2 separate regions of the Mus musculus genome follow, and region 1 is linked to region 2. A link is a contact called in public HiChIP or PLAC-seq data. All regions are on one chromosome and are shown on one strand. The core of a region is the stretch at or near the end of the contact, and the rest is flanking DNA. Distances in the headings are between cores, read along the strand shown.

Region 1 (6,069 bases), core at 1,001-3,500, 280 kb before region 2:
CAGGAAAAAAGGGGACACTGAGGAAAAGGGGAAAAGGAAAAAAAGAAGAAAGGAAAGAGAAAAACTTTTTTTTAAAAAAGATGGAATATAGCCTAGTGAGTAGAAAACTTACCTGGCAATGGTCTAGGTCCTAGGGTTAATCCCAGTACCACAGAAAAAAAGATCAAAACAAAAAAATACAAGGATATCTCTTTGCCCTTGGTAGGCAAAATCTTAACCAAGACAAAGAAAAGCACTAGCCATATACAGAAATATTAGGAGATTGACTCTTAAAATCAATAGCTTGTGTTTATCAAGATCACAGTTAAATAGTAAAATGGCATGAAACAAAAGGTAAAATAGTCTCAATGAATACATGACAAAAAATCATGCTCAGAATATCACATTCTCATTAAAAAAAAAGTTTATCAAATTGACAGGTACTTCTCTTGGAAAAGATTAACACCTAACTGATCAAAAGCATAAAAAGTATTCAACACATTACTTAGCAAGTAAACATAAATGAAAATGACAGAGCACCTAATAACAAAGCTAAATGTTAATGAAGATCTGTATAATTATAGAGCAGAACATGGGATCCTAACTTACTTCAAGAGTTCATAGTTCTTCTCATTCAACCTCACGGCATTTTCTCTCCAAAATTTCTCAGACTTGTGTACAGGGCTCCATTCCAATCTTCCAGATTTAAGTTCTGAACTGTATTCATCAAATGAGCTATAAAATTATTTTAAAATTCCAGTTATAAGAATCTAAGGGCTACTACAAAATTAAGCAAATTAAAATATGACTTAGTTACAAAGACTGAGTCTGGTCTTTATACACACTTAGAATCCCAGCACTCAAGAAGCAGAGGCAGGCAGACCTGTTAGTTCAAGGCCAACTTGATCTATGTACCCATTTCTAGGTCAGACAAGGCTACATAGTTAAGACCCTGTTTCAAAAAATAACAAGAATAACAACTACAATGACTCACTGCCCTCTAAATATTAACCACTACTATATAAACTTCAACAGTTTAATCACCAACAAATCATAGAAACTAAGGTCCAACATTGCCAAAGTTGAATGTTTGGTGTGAATATTAAAATCTTTACTTGCTACCAAAATCTTTATTCCCAATTAATATATGAATATGTATTCGTATATTTTAGAAAATAGACAATTTCTACCCTGAGAGTCATAGCAGTGTAATTTGCCAAGTCAGTAGATATATTATTGTAAATATATGTAAAAAGCAGATATCTTATTATATCACAAAACAGTATCACACATGTATTCATATAATACTAAGTATGACTATTAATATAAACATGACTTGTGGAAATAATCTTTCAAAATTAAAACAAAAATTCTATATGTTAACAAACTCAATACATTGTAATTCAAAACTCAGTAACTAAACTTGTATGTAACTTGGTTGTTTTTAAGTGTGGTTTATTTACTGTGGGTGGATTTGTCAACTTGATTTGAAGTTTCTGGTGTGAATGTTAAACGGCCCATTTAGTCTCATCTTTAACACTTGGTCCCTAGGTAGGGGTGCGGTCTGAGATGACTGTGGGATCTTTACAAGGTGGAGTCTTGGAAGAAGTAGGTTACTGAAGATGTACCTAGAGGCTTTTCAGATTCAAATTTCCTGTTCACTGTCTGCTTTCTGAATGCAGATGTAATGTGACCCACCAGACGCCTGTTGCTGCCTTCCCAAGTCGTTCTCATCATTGACTTTCTTATCCCTTGACAACTGTAAGCTAACATAAATAAATACTTTCTTCCTTAAATTGCTTTTGTCAGGGTATTTTATTACTTTATCACAGCAACAAGAAAGCAATGAAGACAAGGCACAAAGATGTGTGCATTTTTAAATGGCACTCATCCCTATGCTGGGTCCTGGACTGCATAAGGAGGAGAAAGTGACAGAAGCACAACCATTCATCCTTTCCTATTTCCTGACTGCAGATACAATATGATCAGCTGTCACAAGCTCCAGCCACCATAACCTCTACACCAGAAAAGAAGGCACACACTCTGGAACTGAGTTAAAATAAACAAACTTTTATCCTTTGTCAGGAAATTTTATTACAGGAATTGATTGACCAGCCTGACTCCAACTTAAGGATGGACCATTTTTGTTATAAGATTAGGTAAGTTCATTTCTTTGTACAGCAAAATTCAAGTTGACTGTGCTTTAGCCTGTTGCTGGAATCTGACATGACCCCCACCCTCTGGAGTTTGATTCATACCTTGAATGTACCCAGATGCTAAGATGTTCTGCCAAATCATTCTGCAATGTTCAGCCAAGCTCTGGTGTAACCAAAATCCCTCTGGAAATCTCCCAACCCCTGAAAATTCCCTAGCCTTGTAGTTTTTTAGACTATATAAAGCCTACTTTTCCTATGTTAAATGCTATTTTTTTTTTTCAAACCCTGCTTTAGGAAGTTAGCCATGTCTGACAGAAAATAAAGCTTGCTTAATTTGGCCAAAGATTTTGGGTAATGATCTTTACTCTCATTTGCTGGGATTAACACTACTGACATTCAGTGTGAGTAGCAGAATGAGAAAAATAGCTAATAGAGCCACTAAACAGACTGTATCAAGACATGCTTGGACTTACTTTCAAGTAAAATTTTAAAAGATGGAACCATTAATGTTGACAGACAATTCAGTTTAACCAGGATAGAGAGGGTACATTGACAAGAATATCCTGTTTGAATAGTTACTTAATGCAGACAAGTGAGTTTAAGTAAACTAGCATTTTTAAATAATCATATCCTAAGCCTAATAATGAAAACAGATATACATATGATATGATAAAATATACATATCACTCAACTAGTATTCTATAAAGAATGATAGGAATCTCTCCAAGTAAGAATAGCCAAATGCTCTAAGCTACAGTTAACAATGTAGAATGTTTCAGCAGAAAACAGAATTTGTAGGAAAATATGATTTTCATACTTTGTAATCAATTCAAAGTTTCTTTAAAAGTTATATAACCAACCACACACACCAATAGTGTCCAACCACTAAAGAGACTGAGGCAGAATCACTTCTGTCCAGGAGTTCAAGGTCAAACAAATCTCAAGAGATTTAGTATATGGCAATTTTAAAAAGCATGTTAATGCCAGGACAGGTGGTACACATCTTTAGCCCAGCAGAGGTGGCAGATCTCTGAGTTCCAAGTCTACACAGGGAGTTCCTGGGCAGCCAGGGCTACAGAATGAGCTATCACAAGTAATTATGTGACAATGATGAAGATGATAACACACCTAAGGTCCTGGACACTCTCACCAAGTTTTTCCAAAAGAAATTTGATGTCTTCACTGATATCTTCATCATCATACTTCTGCTGCTCCAAATTCTCCAACTGTTTCAGTACTTTGCATTGAATCATAGCCAGAGCATACTCTTGGCGAGTTTCTCTTTCCGTTGATTTTTCTAAGAAATTCTGAGTTAGACAAAGAGACATGAAGAAAGTACATGATATTTGCAAACATCCATACTTCTTTACACCTTTCTTTGAGTTTCCCATTTAACCAGTACTCCACTCTGGAAATCAATCTAGCGGTTCCTTAGAAAATTGGACATAGTACTACCGGAGGATCCAGCAATACCTCTTCTGGGCATATATCCAGAAGATGTCCCAACCGGTATGAAGGACACATGCTCCACTATGTTCATAGCAGCCTTATTTATAATAGCCAGAAGCTGGAAAGAACCCAGATGCCCCTCAACAGAGGAATGGATACAGAAAATGTGGTACATTTACACAATGGAGTACTATTCAGCTATTAAAAAGAATGAATTTATGAAATTCCTAGGCAAATGGATGGACCTGGAGGGCATCATCCTGAGCAAGGTAACCCAATCACAAAGGAACTCACACAATATGTACTCACTGATAAGTGGATACTAGCCCAAAACTTAGTATACCCAAGATATAAGATACAATTTGTCAAATGCATGAAACTCTAGAAGAATGAAGACCAAAGTATGGACACTGTGCCCCTTCTTAGAATTGAGAACAAAACACCCATGGAAGGAGTTACAGAGACAAAGTTTGGAGCTGCGACAAAAGGATGGACCATCTAGAGACTGACTGCCTTATCTAGGGATCCACCCCATAATCAGCTTCCAAACGCTGACACCATTGCATACACTAGCAAGATTTTGCTGAAAGGACCCAGATATAGCTGTCTCTTGTGAGACTATGCAGGGGCCTAGCAAACACATAAGTGGATGCTCACAGTCAGCTATTGGATGGATCACAGGGCCTCCAATGGAGGAGCTAGAGAACATATCCAAGGAGCTAAAGAGATCTGCAACCCTGTAGGTACAACAACATTATGAACTAACCAGTACCCCGGAGCTCTTGACTCTAGCTGCATATGTATCAAAAGATGGCCTAGTCGGCCATCACTGGAAAGAGAGGCCCATCAGACACACAAACTTTATATGCACCAGTACAGGGGAACGCCAGGGCCAAAAAAATGAGAATGGGTGGGTAGGGAAGTGGGGGGGAGGGTATGGGGGACTTTTGGGATAGCATTGGAAATGTCATTGAGGAAAATACGTAATAAGTAAATAAATAAATAAATAAATAAAAGGTGACTATCTATAATCATACAATCAGAAACCTACCTCTGAATATGAAATACCTCTGTTTAAATCTGAAATGTCCTCCAAAGTTTACTATTACATAGTTTAGCTGCCAGCCTATAGTATTTTTGTGACATGGTAGAATTATTAGGAGATGCAATCTCCTTGAAGAAGTCAGCTCAGTCACTGTCTCCCCAGGTTCCCATGTCCCCTTCCAGGTTTACCCTAGTGAGTCCCCTTACCTCCACATACATGTCTTTCCCTCAATAAGCTAGATACCTAAGTCCAACAACCTGTGTGCCAGGCTAGTCTGATGTCCCAAGCCTATGCCGCAGCCAACCTGGAGGCTTCCTGCAGGACACACCCTCCTGTATCCATTTATACCACTCAACTCAGAATCCAGGCATCTCAGTCTCACTCAAGCCCAGCTCCCTCACCTGCACAACAAAGGAGTTCTAGGCTTCAGCAAGGATCCTTTCTGCCTACTCCCCAAGCCATAGAACTCTTCATATCACAGCCAACATTCCTATCCAGCAAGATCTACCTCTCCACACGTGAACTGTCAAACAAGGAGTACATCCTGTACATCAGACCAGTACCTTCTATCACCTGACTTCATTTCACCCAGTTCATTTCTACCCTCCAGACACAACCCATCAGAATATCCACTCTTCTGGCCACAACCTGCTCCGTCTATAAGAAACTCAGAACTAACAAAAGAGGTCCACATGCCTCAAGTCAATTCTAAAAGTATGAAACATGAAATATTTCAGAATATTCAAAGAAATAAGAAATATGAAAGAGCAACCAAATATCTTCTCTCCAAAGCCTACCAGTCCTGTAGAAATCAATGTTTATCAATGATCAATACCTAGGTAAACTCCAGGACACGGAATTAAAAGATTATAAACCTCCTCAAAGAATTCAGAGTTTAAATGAATTCAATGAAATCAAGGAGAAAGGACTTGAGAATAAACACCTGAGTGATGCCCAAGAAAACACAAACGGAAATTTGAGATTTGGAAAAGACTAATCAAAGACTTGAGAACTGAATCCAATCAGGACATAAAACCATTGAAGCTAAAGCTTAAATGAAGATGGAGCTGAAAAACCCAACTGTCCAACCAGAAAATTCAAAGGAATGCCTCGTAATTAAAATGAATCAAACAGAAGACAGAGAGAATCAGGACTAAAAGAAAAAAAGGGCTTTAGAGCAAATAAATAAGAAATATTAAAAGAAACATCTAAAAACACGGAAAAGAACAGATAGGGAATGTGAGACACCAGAAAAAAAAAAAGCAAACCTCTGAATTATAGACATAGATGACGGAGAAAAATCCCAAGTCAGTGGCATAAATCTAAAATAAATGGATAAAATTAAACTAAGAACAAGTATATTTAAATAGACCCATAATATATGAAGAGACTGAAATAAAAATAAAATCTTCTAGCTTAAAAAAAGTCCAAAGTTAAATA
Region 2 (6,380 bases), core at 884-3,383:
TCAGCACTCAGGAGCCAGATCTCTGGGAGTTTAAGGCCAGCCTGGTCTACAGAGTAAGGTCCTAGTTAAGCAGGACATTATGACATGCAGTCTCAAAAAGAGAGAGAGAGAGAGTGTTTGGGGGAGGAGGGGAGTCCAAGAAATGGTTCAATAGGTAAAGGCTTAACAAGTGAGTTCAGTGCTAGGCCAATAATGCCAGCACTCAGGAAGCAGAGGAAGAAGGATTTGAGTTTGAGGCTAGCCTAATATACAGAGCAAGTTCCAGGAGAGCAAGGGCAACACAAAGAAATCCTCAAGTTGTCCTCTGACCTAGTTGTGTACACACACACACCCACACACAGGTTTTTAAATTTTAGATTTTTTTGTTTGTTTGGTTGGGCGGTTTTTTTTTTTTTTTTTTTTTTTTTTTTTTTGAGACTCTGTATAGTCCTGGCTGTCCTGGAACTCACTCTGTAGACCAGGCTGGCCTCGAACTCAGAAATCCGCCTACCTCTGCCTCCCAAATGCTGGGATTAAAGGCGTGCAGCACCAATGCCTGGCCCAAGAATTTATTGAGTATCATTTTGATCTTTCTTTGCATTTCATCAGCCTGTTTGAATTTCAGGACTGGAAAATGAAAGAAAAAGCAATTAAAAAAAAAAACAGCTTTGTCTTCTTTTTCAAGACAAATTTTCATCTTAGTTATGGTTTTGCACTACCAGAAATCAGATTTGAGAATGACTTGAAGTCTGTCTTGATGTATTTGGGAAAATAAGTTACGAAGTTAATGACTTTTTTCTTCTTGCGAGTTTCCTCTGTGGCAATCTGGGAACCTTCAGCCAGAGAGAGGTTTCCCAATTTAAAAAAAAAAAAAATGTTTAACCTATCATATAACCAGAACTCATCACCTGCATCAAGTAATGAAATAGCTCAATCAGTAAGAAAGAAAAACAACACAGGCTAATATCTGGAACAGAAAACAAACAGGAAATATTTGAAAGGACCAAAATCGTACATACGGATTAACGGGGCATGAAATTAAATGCGGGTCAACACACCTGTTTAAGAAAGAGGAACCGGGGGCGTCTGAAAGTCTTACATTATTTGGTATTAACACTAAATCCTAAGCTGGCAGCGAGTGGAAAGTCAGCGAGCTCCTAGCTCAAGCAAAACTACACAGTATTTAAGCGACAGCACTTTAGCTCTGACTCAGTTTCTTGACTCATAAAAAGAATTCTGCAGAGGCGCGTAACTCTAAAGCACTCACTGCACAAACGTTTAGCATCTCTGCACGGCTTTTACTTCACAAATGGCAAAAGTCTCTGGTGTTTTGATAATGCAAACCTGCTGCGTCTGGAAGAAGAGATTCAAGTGAAGCTGGCTGGAGAGGTCAAGTGTGGAAGCAAAGGGATGGAAAGTGGTACACACCGAGGGACACATCCACACAGACCAATCAAGGAACAGAGGATGTCATCCGTCCCGCTGCAGCCTCAGCACCATACCCGCGGAGCAGCAGCAGCCGGCTGCCCGGCACATCGCACGCAGGCCGACTTGCCAAGGGGCGGCGTATTTTCTGTTTGTGATTACCAAGTGGGTGTAAGGCAGAGCTGGGATAAACACACTTTACGGCCCGTCTGCAACTGACCGCGGCACCCAGCGAAGCCGCTCTGGGGTAACCGGCGGCGGCCACCGTACATTCTCTCAGCCCAGCGTCGAGGGCTTCAGTCCTGGGCTCACTGCGGCCGTGGGCAGCACGGACCTGAAAGCCCGGAGGGCGCGCGGCGCGGCCCGGCCCGGCCCGGCCCTGACTGACTCCGCGTGGGCCGGTGTCGCGGACTCGGCCGCGGCCTGCCCCGGGCCCGCCCGCTTACCGCATTCTTTTTCTGCACCATTTTGTCCATCTTCTTGGCAATGCGAACCACCTCGTCCTCCATGGCTCCGGAAGGCCTCCCCTCGCCCGGCCACAGCGGACGGGAAGCGAGAGAAGCTGCGCGGACGTTGGACAAGCCGCGAAGCCGCTGGCCTAGGCCTTCCTCACAGACCCGGCCCGCGGCGGCAGGGATAAGCGCTCCGCCCCCTAGGCCGTGCCAGTCAAGCACCGCGCGCGCCACACAGGCACTACGAATCGATCGCAGGAGACTGGAAAGTAGAAGTGGCTCGCTCAGGCGTGCGCTGTTCTTTTAATCTATTCCCGCCCCCAGCAGTCTGGAACTTCCGGCCCTATCCGGACTCGCGTTGCTGGCGAGCTGGAGTTGGACGGAGTCCGGCTTTCACGCCAGAGGGATCAGGCAGTAGGCGGTAGGTTGCTACGAGTTCCATCGAAACCCCTCCGGCAGAGCGTTCTCTGGGACGCAGGACAGGCATTGCCGAGGGCTTAAAGCGCATGAGCACTGAGGCTCACTCTTGGACTCAGATATTCAAACCATCTAGCCTGCTGATGAAAACCGACTAAAAAGACGACGGCCTTGAGAATTGTGACTTAAAAAAAGCCACGGTAAAAAAATGACATGTATAGTGTCTGGGATTGTTTTTACTTTGTTCCATGTGTTGAAAGTTAATAAATCAGGAGCCAATGAACATTACAGACTTTTAAGACTCAAAATATCTTCTTTCCAATGAAAAAAGTTAACTAAAACACATGTCGTGTCAAATTAAACATTTGTCACCAAGCATGATAGAAGGCCGTGGCATATAACTAATGTGCATTTTCACACTTTAAACTTAAGATCAAATAAAGTATAGCTCCCCAGGGTAACAGTGAATTCCACTTTGACTAATCAGTTTCTATTGAAAGTAAATGGTTCAGTACCATTTTTCACCCATAACTCATGCTTTTCATTTATTTTCTTTGTCCTTTTCCTTCAATTTCCTTGTGAGGTAATAAAGAGGAGACAATCACCAGGCAGTGGTGCCCCACGCCTTTGATCTCAGCACTTGGGAGGCAGAGGCAGGCGGATTTCTGAGTTCGAGGCCAGTCTGGTCTACAAAGTGAGTTCCAGGACAGCCAGAGCTACACAGAGAAACCCTGTCTCGAAAAACCGGAAAAAAAAAAAAAAAAAAAAAAAAAAGAGGGGACAACATTTTCTCATTTGCAGATGAGAAAGTGGGTCTGTGTCCAGTTAAACCATTTACTACCAATTCACACTATGCATAACAGCATTTCAAAGTTAATTACCATTAACCAAAATTTACCACTTAAGATTCTCTCTATACTAAGATAAAGCCCTTTATGGTTCAAGATATCTATCTGGTCTCCACTGCCTTGAGACAGGGTCTCTCCCTGAATTAGAAGTTTGAAGTCAGCTAGGCTGACTGGCCAGCAAATTCCCCAATCGGCCTCTCTTAGACTCCCAAGCATTGTGGTTGCAGGAATGCACATCTATGCCCAGCTTTTTTCTGCAGGTGCTGGGAATTCCATCTCAGAACCCCAGGCACTCATGCTTGGAAAACAAGTACTCCTGTCCACTTAGCCATCTCCCCAGCCTCAAGTTAAGTTTTAAGTGTTGTAAGAGAAACAAAGTTTACCATTTTAGCTTTTTGTTTTTAGACAGGGTCTTTTGTAGCCTATGCTTGCCTTAGTTATCTATGAAGCCCAAGTTATCCATAAAATCCTGCTAGGATTGCAGGCGAGCACCACCATATCCAGTTTAACTGATTTCAAGTACGAGGTGTTTACAGAACCACACGTGCTGTACATTATGACCCCTGACAGTTTCCAAGCTTTCCATCATTTATCATCAGGAACATAGAGCGGAAGAGCTGTTATTACTCTGAGCTCAGTTGTGCCTGCTTGGGAAGTTCATCATAGAGCTTGTTGACTGTTGAAGTTCATAGAGGTAGGCCTGGAGGATCACTAGACCTCACCCACATATCCAGCCATCCCTTCCAACTAGTTGTTTGCAGTTCTGCCCTAATTGGGGATGGCCTCAGGTTTCAGAGGAAGGGCTAGTCTGTAGGCTGGAAACGATTAGGAACAGGGCTGCATTATCCACAGAGGAGCCCATATCTAGGTGACGGGGATGGGGAAGGTGCAGACTTCCCCTTGTGGTTGCTTTAGGATCATCTATGCACTGTGCCTTATAAACTCATAGGTTCTCCAGAGTGAATTGTTTTGTCCTTGGAACTTTAGGAATGGGTAGACAATACCTAGGTCCACCCCCAGGGTGAAAACACCCAAGCTTATTGTGTAATTAAGATTGACTTTATTTTCCTGCCTCCACCCAAGTACTAGGTTGATCTCCATGGCTCAATAGTCTAGCTAGCATCTTTGTTTGTAAACAATAGCCTTGCAGGTGGTGATGTTGCTGCCTAAGGCAAAGTTAAGGTGATTTGAGTTAACCCTGGCTAGGCTCTTGAGCTAGTTGTTTTCTTTCTCCTCCCCCAGGGGGCTACACACTGAGAAACACTATCTCAACAAAACAAAACTAAGCATAACATTGTTGATGTAAAAACCACAGCTTTCATCTCAAAGGAAATAATATATAGCTTATTTTGGAGGCATTTTGAGTTACCATGGCCAGGAACACAGACTTATTTTATTCCAAATTCCATGTTCCAAAGTGGAAGCAGTTTCATGAAAGTTTATAGTTCAAGGCCAGGCGTGGTGGTGCACACCTTTAATCTCAGCACTTGGGAGGCAGAGGCAAGTGAATTTCTGAGTTCGAGGCCAGCTTGTGCTACAGAGTGAGTTCCAGGACAGCCAGGGCTACACAGAGAGACTCTGTCTAAAAAAACCAAAGTTTGTAGTTCTACAAGAGAAAGTAATAAATCAAGGCAAATTTCAAATGTATTGGTGGATATGTCAGTGGTGGTTTCAGCACGATGAAGCTTTTGGGTCGATGGAAGCTAGTGGTCTGCTAAGATCTGAAAAGGTTATCTATTAGTCACAAGAGTTTAGTTTAGACAAAGTGGGTGAGAAGGAATTCTGTCAGAGGGCTTGAACTAGCCCAAGTGTAGGTGAGTATGCAGAAATCTAGCCTCTTCACAGTACTGCAGTCTACCTGGTCAGTCAGTGTCTGAAGAGGAACAGCTAGAACCCTACAGCTTTCAGCATGCTGTACTATACAAGTGAAAACAGTTCTCTTTTCCTTATCTCTGACTGTACAGGGAAAACTTTCTTTCCTTTGTGGAGTATAATGTCCACTGGTTTTTAGAGACACACGATGTTCCTATTTCTAATTTGTTTCTATCGTAATTTGGTGTTGAGATAATTAGGTGCTATTTTTCCTAGTTTCCTGCTGAAGGACTAGATATTTCCCAGCTTCCCTTACGGACTATGTCCTTTTCACCCATTTGGACATCCGAACACATGGGTGACAAGATGCCTCTTTGATGTTATTGATGTGAATAAATATGGTTTATTCACCCAAGTCCTTCTTCCTGCGTTCTCTATGTCTGTTTAAAAATAAATGAATCTAACACTATTAATGTTACATACATACGATTGGTTTTGTATGTTGAGCCACTCTTACATTCTGGATAGCCTAGACTTTACTGAATAAGAATGGGATCCTATAGTGTGGCCTTGGTCCTCCTTGGCTGGTAATACTGGTTTCTTAGACTGTTTCAAAAGGGTGTTTTCTCATGCAGTTTGATACAGTTGAAAAGTGTTCTTGTAGGAAGGTCAGAATTACAATCTCAGTTGACTGCAGCACCTTATTAGAGTCAGTACAACTCCATTCTGCGGAGAGGGAAAAACACATGTTCAGAGCTGTTATATAGGCAGGAAAAGGCTGAAGAAAGCAAAAATTAAAAAATAATTTTAAAAACTCCGGTCAGTTACTTGTAAACTAGAACAGAGAGAACAATTTAAAAAAGAAGTCAGCATTATGTTACTTTTGTGTGAGGCCTGAGGAGCGTGAATTTTACTAGCTTAACTAAAACTAGCTTATTTGGTAAATTTGATACATGCCCCCTCAAAATCAGGGAAGGTCAGATAAAGAGTTTTCAGTTTAATACCTGAAAGTTTTGGTATAAGTGACTCCATTCTGATATATAGCCTGGTATTATGCTGGGCTCTAGTGCGATTTATACTAGCCAAAAACAATGGAACTCACTCTGTAGACCAGGCTGGCCTTGAACTCAGAAATCCGCCTGCTTCTGCCTCCCGAGTGCTGGGATTAAATGCTCGAGCCACCACACCCAGCTCAATTACTTCTTTAATCCCAGACTGAGTTCTCACTATAGTGGGAATGATGTAAATGTCTGTAATATGGAGTTCCCTATATAGGAACTGCAGGCGCATTTTTACCAAGTGCTAAAAGTCAACAGCCAATCACTGCTAAGCCTCGAGCTGAATGCAAATGGCTGCCTATTGCACAGATGTCTATTTTGGTTGTATTTTGAAGTGATTTTGGGGGAAAATTGATCATGAAGCAAGAAAGTAATGAACTGAGCTAAGG

The links. HiChIP or PLAC-seq counts read pairs in DNA pulled down with a chosen protein or histone mark.
Region 1: an H3K27ac HiChIP or PLAC-seq map of embryonic stem cells shows a contact between it and region 2, with 2.4 times the contacts expected there. The contact joins the enhancer-like site here to the promoter of Tcea1 in region 2. A contact is called at or near these places in 11 of 39 promoter capture datasets (the 3T3-L1 cell line, 3T3-L1-derived adipocytes, the C10 cell line and 5 more), 1 of 484 Hi-C or Micro-C datasets (pancreatic cancer cells) and 2 of 115 datasets of contacts at active chromatin or transcription factors (bone marrow-derived macrophages and embryonic stem cells).

The regions. Positions count from the first base shown.
Region 1 is chr1:5,130,457-5,136,525 of GRCm38.p6, reverse strand. Atp6v1h (ATPase, H+ transporting, lysosomal V1 subunit H) reads right to left here. Exons shown (of 14, transcript NM_133826.5): 10 at 3,264-3,442; 11 at 589-714. Among named protein-coding and RNA genes, the nearest start is that of Atp6v1h, 50 kb to the right of the region's middle. Within about 2 kb of position 2,250, at least 9 of the 459 cell types and tissues checked have an H3K27ac peak or open chromatin away from gene starts, as enhancers often do. A contact at or near this core is called in embryonic stem cells and liver, where this site is marked.
Region 2 is chr1:4,853,447-4,859,826 of GRCm38.p6, reverse strand. It overlaps Tcea1 (transcription elongation factor A (SII) 1), which reads right to left and starts at 2,133. Exons shown (of 10, transcript NM_011541.4): 1 at 1,851-2,133. The coding sequence starts at 1,913.